Regions from separate parts of the Drosophila melanogaster genome. Here all the other regions are linked to region 1. A link is a contact called in public HiChIP or PLAC-seq data. All regions are on one chromosome and are shown on one strand. Each heading gives the region's core, a stretch centred on a gene start, on an enhancer-like site or on the middle of the called end of the contact. The rest is flanking DNA. Distances are from core to core; before and after follow the strand shown. Region 1 holds the start of Asator (asator,). Region 2 holds the start of CG33521. Region 3 overlaps sv (shaven).

What was found. HiChIP or PLAC-seq counts read pairs in DNA pulled down with a chosen protein or histone mark.
Region 2: an H3K27ac HiChIP or PLAC-seq map of the Kc167 cell line shows a contact between it and region 1, with 2.3 times the contacts expected there. The contact joins the promoter of CG33521 here to the promoter of Asator in region 1. A contact is called at or near these places in 7 of 107 Hi-C or Micro-C datasets (the Kc167 cell line, the S2 cell line, embryo and 3 more) and 1 of 6 datasets of contacts at active chromatin or transcription factors (the Kc167 cell line).
Region 3: a CP190 HiChIP or PLAC-seq map of the Kc167 cell line shows a contact between it and region 1, with 2.7 times the contacts expected there. The contact joins the enhancer-like site here to the promoter of Asator in region 1. A contact is called at or near these places in 7 of 107 Hi-C or Micro-C datasets (the Clone 8 cell line, the ML-DmBG3-c2 cell line, the OSC cell line and 3 more) and 1 of 6 datasets of contacts at active chromatin or transcription factors (the Kc167 cell line).

Annotation. Positions count from the first base shown.
Region 1 is chr4:484,412-487,819 of dm6, reverse strand. It overlaps Asator (asator,), which reads left to right and starts at 1,787. Exons shown (of 14, transcript NM_001272127.1): 1 at 1,787-2,610. The coding sequence starts at 2,588.
Region 2 is chr4:1,184,225-1,187,632 of dm6, reverse strand. It overlaps CG33521, which reads right to left and starts at 1,865. Exons shown (of 11, transcript NM_001014705.3): 1 at 1,667-1,865; 2 at 999-1,160; 3 at 61-111. The coding sequence starts at 1,115.
Region 3 is chr4:1,111,617-1,115,024 of dm6, reverse strand. It overlaps sv (shaven), which reads right to left. Exons shown (of 11, transcript NM_166822.4): 11 at 1,708-3,408. It overlaps Cals (Calsyntenin), which reads left to right. Exons shown (of 12, transcript NM_001297793.1): 12 at 1-2,151. Among named protein-coding and RNA genes, the nearest start is that of Cals, 9.6 kb to the left of the region's middle. Within about 2 kb of position 1,569, at least 34 of the 39 cell types and tissues checked have an H3K27ac peak or open chromatin away from gene starts, as enhancers often do. A contact at or near this core is called in the Kc167 cell line, the OSC cell line, eye imaginal disc and 1 more, where this site is marked.

The DNA.
Region 1 (3,408 bases), core at 538-3,037:
GAGTAGAGTACTCTACGAGTAGAGGGTATATTGATTTCAGTCGAAGTTTGCAACGCTACCATATAAAGAATACAATAATAAAACTTCATTTTTTGTTTTTAACTTTGAACATGTACATATATGTATATGTATATGGCACTTGTAAGTATGTATTGGGGGTGTACTTTTTTACTGAGGGTGACAAACAACTGCTGCTGGGTACAGTTTTTTATATTGATTTCAATATTGATTTTGTTGCACATTATTAACATTTACGTCGAATCCATCCACACCACCGAAAACGTTCTTTCGGAAAATCAATTCAGCTGTCACAAGAATTTAAACGTTTTAACCCCTTTTCTGTATGATATTTGAAGCGGAAAACTATGCGTTGTTCAGTTTTTAACCCTCACATTTATACTGTATATTTCTGGTATTTCAAAATGGCAAATATTACGTGTTTAGTTGCAGCAATATATCTTAGTAAATAGAATTAGGTAATTATAAAAAATTAAAGAATACGTTGCACAGTTGCGGAATCCGGTCACGAAAACAGTCCCTGAATCATAGATTAGGAGACATACATATGTTTTTTCCAACATAGAAGACCTTCTTCTTGAAATCTTTGATTTAGGATTTCTTTAGGGACCAGAGTCACAGTTATTGTCTAGTAATCAACAAAATTGATTGCAATTTTACTATTGTATTCTTTTTGACATAGATTATACTAGTTTAAAGGGGGCTTTCACTCCTTAGAATGGTAGACGAGGTAACAAACCCTTTTTTTTCATATAATATACATAAATTTTTGATCCTAGCGCTGCTAACATATAGCATACGGTGCTGCCAATGATACATACATACAAATACAGTTATAATCTTGAATTACAGGTAATAATTAACTGTCTCATTTGCTTAATCTTTGTTTTTGTTTAGAGAAACGTATTGCATCAAATTCCTTTTAGGGGCTCGTCGTACATAAACAAAATTCAGACATACAGAGTAACTATGTAAAAAGTAATAAGCTGACCTGTAAAATTCTTGATGTACATGCAGCGCCACCTTTTGGAATTTTGAGTAGTTCAAGTAAATTCCTTAATTTTTTCCCAGTTGCAGAACCACAATTTAATATCGAATGGATCGATTAACGGAGCCGTCCATAGATTTCGTGTTGGAATATGAGGAAATAGTAAAAATATACTATCGATTTCTACACGCTGCAGTAATCGTATATTTTTTTCGAATTTGATTTGATCAAAATATTTTGATTTCGTTTTTAAGTGCTCTGGTTTTCCCAAAATTTACGAACTTATTTACGAACAATACTTTTGGAAATCCTTTAAATTAATTAAATAATTGTCTGGCAACTCTATGACTGACGGAGAACAGATGTTGAAGTCTACGTGTAAAAATAGGTCTAAAATGCTTTAAAACCTTTCAAGAGAAACCATGGATAGAATCTTCTGAGATTGCCCCTGTAGATATATATTTTTTATTAGCCCTGGATTAAACTGGAACGTGGTTTATGTCCTAACCCAGGTTCAAACACGGAACCAGACCAAACAAATTAAATATAGAGGCGGAAATATAATCGTAGCAATGTTCAAAATTGAAGTGAAGCTTTTACTCCCGACTTTCCTAAAAAATGTCATATATTATATAAGAACACACGCTATATATATGTTGAAATAATTCCTTCTTGAAGATATCATCTCAAATGGCTGCAAGTTTGGGGAGACTAAAGATAGCTGTTTATGTTATTCACCTATACACACATATCTGAATACCGTAGTATATACCTAAAAAATCAGTTCGATGCACAGAATGCCTAAAGATTCAGCGGGAAGCATTTGATAGAACAATATATTTCTTAATTACAACTTTTAGTAAAATATTTTATTGGTGCAAAACAATAGGTTTGCCGACAATAAGAAATATTTTATAAAGACAAATTTTAAAGTACCAAATGTAAATCAACTTTTTGCTGTTCGTTTTGATAAATTTATTATAATGTGATCGTCTTAAAAATAATAAATTTACAAATGTGGTCATGTGAACATGTGGATACAAGTGGATCACGCGAATTCCGCGTTGTTATTTTTTCGACGTTTTTACGGAACTTCTCTATAATTAAATCAGTATATAAAAATAGACACATTTGCCTATATAACGTAAATAAACGTAATCATAAATACAGACGATAAGTGATGTGAGCTAATCTAAATAATTGTATAGATTATTATTAATACAGTAAATTGCTCTCAAGCAATAATTAACCTACTTACAGGATTACAACAGAATAGAATTACAGTTTACGTCCAATTAAAGTAGTTTTGCAATAAAATTAAAAACAACAAACGATTATATCACGCACAAAGTATTCGCTCTTACAGTTATGATTAGGCTGCTTTGAGTAATCCTTATATGTTACTTGTGATATTACTACGTGATTATATGAATAATTTCAATCACACTCATATGTGTTCTTGAAGAAGTGAAAATACCGATACAAATTGATAGTTTTTTCCATATTTTAGAAAATAAAAAAAATACATTAAATCAAGTTCTAAGATATCTAAGTTTAAGGACAGCACAGAATTTTGCCATCATGCATTTGCAGGAGTACCTCAGGTATGTTTTGGACTCATACTCTTCTTTAACATATATGTAAGAAAATTAAAACTGAAAATTATTTGGTATCTAAAAATGCAAAAAAAGAGCAGTGTTGTTAATTTTTTTTTTAATTTTCGATGAATTTTGTTAATATGTCACACGGTAGGACGGAAATGTGGAAAATATAACGATTAATATAAATATTAATATATAACGATAATACGAAGCTGACGAAGTATTGAATTAGAACGGCAGCTATTTCTAACTCTAGCGGTGGAATTACGGCAGTTAACCTAATGAATTTTTGTGTGTTCGACCTAACAGGAATAGAAAAAGTACAGTAACAATACAACAATTATATACTTTAAAACGTTCTAAAATTCAGAAAGCCTTTTCATATATATGAACTCGACTAGACTCGGTCCTAAGCGGGCCTTTGATATAATGCAAGCGTACAGAAAATCGCCCAGTTTTCTAAATTGTGCTTATTGGTGGAATTTTTTTTTTTTAATTTGTTGTAGGCTATAGAGTGACAGCGTTTTATAGAAACTTACACTGTTACAAGTCCCGCTTTTATAGCTCCCGAGACCTCGACGTTCATACGAACGGACGGATATTACAACATCGACTCTGCTATTGATCCTGTTAATATAATTTATATACTCTATATCGTCGAAATTTTGCCTTCTATCTGTTTTCCAGATACTTTATAATATTTCATGTCCACTAAGATTACATCTTCCCCACGTTTGAATTGTTTTGTCTATGCCTTTCGAAGGGATAATTCAATATTCAAACAAAAGATGAGGGTATACA
Region 2 (3,408 bases), core at 616-3,115, 700 kb before region 1:
TTATGATACTTAGCTTACTCGAAAAAGTGATTGAGCTTTTTTAGAATCTCGTGAACGTACATGAATAACATTACGTTTTTGTAGATCATCGAATTTCGTAAAACTTTTTTTCTAGAAAATATAAGAGTTGTAATTTAAGCAATATAAGTTGGTAGGAATGTATACATAAAAAATAGATATTTGTATGATACACATTGTTAGAATGGGTGAGATGTATTTCCGTTACAATATACCCAGTAATACCATAGAGGCTATTTAAGTTCAATACTCAGGTTAAAAGAGCGCGAGGGAGATGATTATATGAAATAAGATAGGGTACTGTTTAAGAGATTGTAAACTATCGCCACAAAGCGGCAGTTACTTTTATTGCTCACGACTTTTTGTGGTCAGGTCAGGTACGCCTTAAATTCTTAATTTAATAAAAAAGTTTACAGTAGGGATTTAACCGTAATGTTCATGGCCTATTGGTAAAAGCGTTATAGGCGACTTCCCTCTTGATCCCGACAATCGGATACCCATTAAGCCAGCTAGAGAATTTTCAACATTTTTTGACATATCGATAGAACATATTTTGCAGAAGTTGCAGGTTTGGCCGGTTAGTGGCCGTTAGAGATGGCGTGTCAACATTTGGAAACAAACTTGCGCTGCAGCTCTCGAATCTTTATGTCTCACCTCAACTGTCTAACTTTTAAAGTTACTGAGATCTAGACGTGCATACGGACGGACATGGTCAGATGGAATCGGCTATTGATCCTGATCAAGAATATATATATACTTTACATAGCAAACAAACTTGTTCTCTGAAGAAGTGTCACTAGACTTTTCATGTTTTATTATTAACACATGCAACACATTATTTACTTTGTGTTGCTATTTCTCACATTGTAATTAACGAAACTTATAAATATTAATAAATATTTTTCCTGCATACATATATATGTACATACATACATATATGTACATATTTCTTAAAACTAGAAAAATCCACAAAATCTTACCATATTTATATTTTGGTTATCATATTCATTTGTTTTTGATTTCTTAGTTTTTTTTTTTTTTAAGGGTAATCCATTTCCGAAAGATATTTTTGAACTTTGGGGGTTTAGACTGTCCATGTTAGTTTAAACGGCTTGCTGGTAAATTTTAAAGTGCAGACGTCGCTGAAATAAAATTTTAATTATTTTACTTGACTGTGATCATCGGATAGGTATGAGAAACTGTCCAAGGGTTGCCCAGTACTGATTGTGTAAGACACAATTAAAAATGTTGTCTCTGCCTGTTCTGCAGAACGCTATTTTAAAATTCTGAAATAGTTTATTAAACAGGTTGATATACGAAAATTTAATTTGGCTTAAAAATGCATACTATTAAAAAGCGTTTGCTTAACACCGGTTCGAAAATGTGAACTCACACCTTTTGTTAAAATTTTCATTATTTTGAAGAACACGTTGAACTCTGGGAAAAATAGCAAATTTATTTATGATACCTATTACCGATCTCTACCTAGGATATTTATATAATTAGGAAGCTTTTCTACGAATACACACTCAACGAATCTTCGGCATTGTATTATAAAGTTATGTATTGGCTGATAAATGTATATTTAAATGATGGACAAAATATATGCATTTTAATATATAGAAATTATTTCACAAATGGTATTTACCTTGTTAAATTATTTTGGGTGCAACAAAGTGTGTCATCGATGATGGTTCAACAAATTATTAATGATTATATTAACTAATTGCTTAAAGTAAAAGTTGCTAAAAGTAGACTTTTCTGGGTGTTTAATCATTACCTATTAACGTTCGGAAGTTGAAGACCGACTGTTTTTTGTGTATACTCGACAAAATTCTTTGCGTTGTCAGATTGTGTGCATGTTGTAGATACAATGTTCAAAAATGAGTTTATTTTAAATGAGTAAAAGCTCTCTTTGAAAATTATTAAAAGCTTTTAAGAATGTAAAATGCACATTTGGAGTTGAGACCCGTATAAAAAGAAATATACCTGCAAGACATTCTATTTCTAATACAGATCTGCATAAACAGACCCAAAGCAAGAAAGAATGACTATCAGATTCAGCTAGCAGGAGTGCGAGGAGGATGCGATATATAAAAATAAAGACGAATAGGCTCTTTCTGAGAGTGCTCGCTAAACGATCTCACTTGTTTTAATTTGTAGGCGTTTAAGTTAAAAAATTAAAGGTAGCTGGCTTCTACGACCATGTTTGTGTACTCTTAAATTATTTATAGGGACAAACATAGGATGAATTAAACAACGTAACTATGGCTCATTATACTCCTTACTCGTTACGTAGAGTAAAAGGGTATTCTAGATTTGTTGTAACAGGTAGAAGAAACCGTTTTCGCATAAAAGTATAAAGTATATATATTCTTGATCAGGATCAATAGCCGAGTCGAGGTGTCAGGAACAATAAAAGCTAGAAGGTTGAGATTAAGCATACAGATTCTAGAGACATTGACGGAAACAAAAATGTTTCGCATTTTTTCGTCTGGCCAATTTCCATCGGTATACAAAAAACAATTTGGCTACGCCCACTCTTACGTCCACAAACCTCCCACAACTGCCACGCCCACTTTTGAACACTTAAAATTTTTTCTCATTTTATTCACCAATATCTATCGATATCCTATAAAAATTATAAAACTTTGCGTTCACAGTTCCACCAGCTGAGTAACGGGTATCTGGTAGTAGGGTTTATGTAAAAATAAAGAAAATATTAAAATAAATAAAATAAAAATAAAAAAATAAATTTGAATTCGCCGTTTGGATAATATGCTCTAGGAATTTTTTCTTGTTATAGACCTAATCCAACGTTGAGCCCTCGTGATATTGATAAATGGGAACATCAAATATCTATAAGTTGTCAAAAGCACATTATATTTATAGAATGTCCTTAAAATTATTAATATTTAAACGTATGGTTCTATATTGCACCCGCAAATCTGACTTGTGTGCAAAACGTTAAGAAGTGAGTACGTAATACACACATATGTGTACAATCCCGAGAAAAAACGTTGTATTTTTTTATTTTTTAGCGTTTCTCTTTACATGAAAATTTTTTTTACGCTCTAGTTCCAACTCTACACCTCCCGCGCAACCAAACGAAGGGCGCTGCCGAATATCGTATGGCTCGATTTGCGAGAGGATAGATGACATATAAGAAACAATAAAATTCAAAGATCCATATAAATAATAGTAAGATATATTTAAAAAATCTGAATTGGTCGGCTTAATAGCTGCAGGACTAGAATAAAGTCTTTTATAGTCAGAACATTATGCTCTGTAGGGGTCTAGTAGGATCTACAATGATTTAAATTATATATAAATGCCTAATAAATCTGCTTGGAACAGAGAACTTTCCGACTAAAAACTGTTCCGAACATC
Region 3 (3,408 bases), core at 320-2,819, 630 kb before region 1:
ATTTAGTTTTAATAAATATGCAGGAGCTATTTTGACTTCAATGCAAAGCAATCGATGAGACATTTCCGACAAATGGAAAATATATTATAGACGACATATAATTATACCCGTTACTCGTAGAGTAAAAGGGTATACTAGATTTGTTGAAAAGTATGCAACAGGCAGAAGGAAGCGTTTCCGTCTATATATAGTGTATATATTCTTGATCAGGATCAATAGCCGAATTGATCTAGCCATGTCCGTCTGTCCGTAAGAACGTCGATATCTCATGAACTATAAAAGCTAGAAGGTGGAGATTCAGCATACAGATTCTAGAGGCGCAGCGCAAGTTAGTTTACCCTTGTTGATACGCCCATTTTAAAGCCCACAAACCGCACAAATCTGTCACGCCCACACATTTGAGAAACGTGTTGATATTTTTCGCGTTTTTATTAGACTTGTAAATTTCTATCAATTTGGAAAAACAATTTTTTGCCACGACCACTCTAACGCCGCCAAACCGGTCACGCCCACACTTTGGAAAATTTTAAAATTTTTTTCGAATTTTATTCTCCAATATCAATTGATATCCAAGAAAAATTATAAATTATATATCGACTATAGCATTTTGTTCTGTTTTGTTTATAATTTGGAAAAAATTTGACGCTTGTTTTGTCATATATATTTGCTGCAGGGTAAAAAGCATTAGCTCGTTGAAAACTTTCTTCCTTGTTGAATTGATCAAAGTTTTGACACTCAGATTTAGTTGACCCGATCAACTTGTTGCTGCAGATGTTTGATGCGAAAGTAGTGGCTCTTCAGTACTAATTCCAAGACGCAGAGAAAAACCATTTTCAACGATATCGATCTGAATATTTTCGAACTCAAAATTTTTGACAATCGATCATTTCTTTATCGATAATGAGAAAATGTCTACTTGCTAGACCTGATCTTGATTTCAAATGCCAATCCAAAATTACATATAAATTTTCTACAAAATCTTATAGTGGGTTTAGGATTTGTAAATTTATTGTAAATCAAATTTACTTAGTCTAAATACTCAGCAAAAAAAAAAAACACATTGCTGTTGAAATTTAATTTTATAAAAAGAAATGTTCAAAACAAAGGTAGGTCACATACTTGATTGATGTTGCGCATGATTGGCTTGTTAAACTTCTGATGAAGTTTGATCTTTTTAAGACCCCCGGCAACTATAGAAATTTTTTTCTACTTCACTGCGTACAAACATATGTTTGACTATTAAATTAGGATAACATAAAATGCACACACACAAAATAAAGCAAAGCTTTAAATAGGGTATAAAAATTGCATATTGAATATGAATATATGAACACATTCCCACAACCAACATCACAAATATAGTAATACTTACTTGCGGTGCGAATGGGTTTTTACACTTATATTTTTCACTTTTCGGACAAAGATAACAATACGTTTATCTACGATCGAACAGCCGACATGTAGAAGTTCTAATATTAATTTTTGTGTCGAAACATGATTTCGCGTGTACACTATAAAAATGTAATCATTCAGCCTAAAAATAGGCCTGGAGAAATCGAATTCAAAGGGAATGGAAGGAAAAAACGAAACCGAAAAATCTACCTGGCGCGTGTAAGGGTATATCCGACCATAACGATGCCTTGTAATTAGAAATTAATAGAACATAAACTTTTTAACAATAAAACAAAGCATATTGCAGCAGTTTTTGAAAGGGTATTCAGAGCTACACTTTATTTCTTATAAAAAACTTTTTTCAAAGTCTGGAGGGGAATATAATCAGCTACTTGCTTTTAACAGACAACAAATGACTAACAACGAGCTCTGAACAGAAATTGTTAAGTTATCAAAACCTACACGACCATGAGCGACAATGCCCATTAACATTTAAGTTAAACCCTAAAACCACACTACACTACATCACATTAACCATCCGTAAGTCACTTTAGCTTTGAACCGGAAAAACCATTTAGCGGTGTTCCACTCAAGTAGATGATTTGTTTTAGGCTGCTTCGTTTAGCTTCAAAATTCAGCAGGAGTTCGCTGCTGCTATATTGTTTGAATCTATTTTTTGAACCCAGAGTAAGAGATGACATACGTATAATTCCTGGTTTCATTCCCTTCTGTTTTAGCTGCTCACACGACTTCGAATTCCCCAACTGTAATGTCCACAAAAGGCAGAGTGTTGGGTTGTAATAGGTAACGTACTTAACTACAGCGCTCTTAATACAGCAAGCAGGGTAAAAAATAAATTATAAATAAATAAATAAATGTTGTTTTTACCCTGGGCTGCCTCCCCTGATCGTTGTATAATAGAGCAATAAAGCTAAAAATTATTTATATAATTTGCTTAACTTATCAATTTATTAAGATATATGTAGATGTTTATGTCTAAATACATAAAAATTTGGTTTGTGCTTTCCTATATAAACATTTATATATTTTTAATCTAGTTGGTTGGGCATTATGTCTTGAAACAATGTTACAGGTTTTTGATTTTTGATGTGTATCTTACAAAGGCCAAGAAAACCACGCATTGTGTACGCACAAGGCTTCTACGGTAGCCGAATTACCATGCCACTTAGATATTTTTTGAAGAATAAAAAATGCCAAGCTATATTTTCAGCTAAAGTTATTTTAGAAAAGAAGAATTGCTTGCAATAAAGCCGTGTGTGATAAGGTTTACACAAAATTTCTATTCGCCTTAGTTATTTTTATTTTATTTTAACAATCAAAGTATTTCACCTTTTTTTTTTAAAATAAGTATAATAGAAATAAAGTGAAAATATGTTATTGCAGTTCATGGATTAATTGACTCCATGTTCATTTTATATTATAGTTAATAACATAGTTTTTAGTATGCGCACCGAGTATAAATTATGTAGGCTTTCAAGTTTGCGCGTTTATTGACTCAAAAATATTTTATAATTGTCATTTATTTATTTACATTTTTATATTAATTCTTATACTTTTGTAGCTTAACAATATTAAGCTAAAAATATATTTTGGAAGTTTTTTAAACTTTTGTTCTAACATTTTTGGTTGATTTTGCCGTAATGGACATTTTGGTTTCATAGGTATGTAGTTGAGTGGTTTACTATTTTTGTAATATTTCATATTCCTTGCTCTTATAAATATACCTGCTTATATTGTAACCTAAATTTATTAATAAATGCGAATCTTTTTGCACAGATTTTGTTTTTCACATGTAGTGATGTTTGTTCTTGTTATATACTTAAATATTCTCTAGTCTCGTTTTTATTGGACAGAGAAAGAAAAACTGGTTATAAAGTATACAAATCATTCTAATTAAAATTCTTATAAATGCATTTTTCTAGAAAAATTATAAATTCTTCTCATTCAATCTTGAATTTTAATCAAAGTGTACTTTATTTTAAGATTTGGTATAAT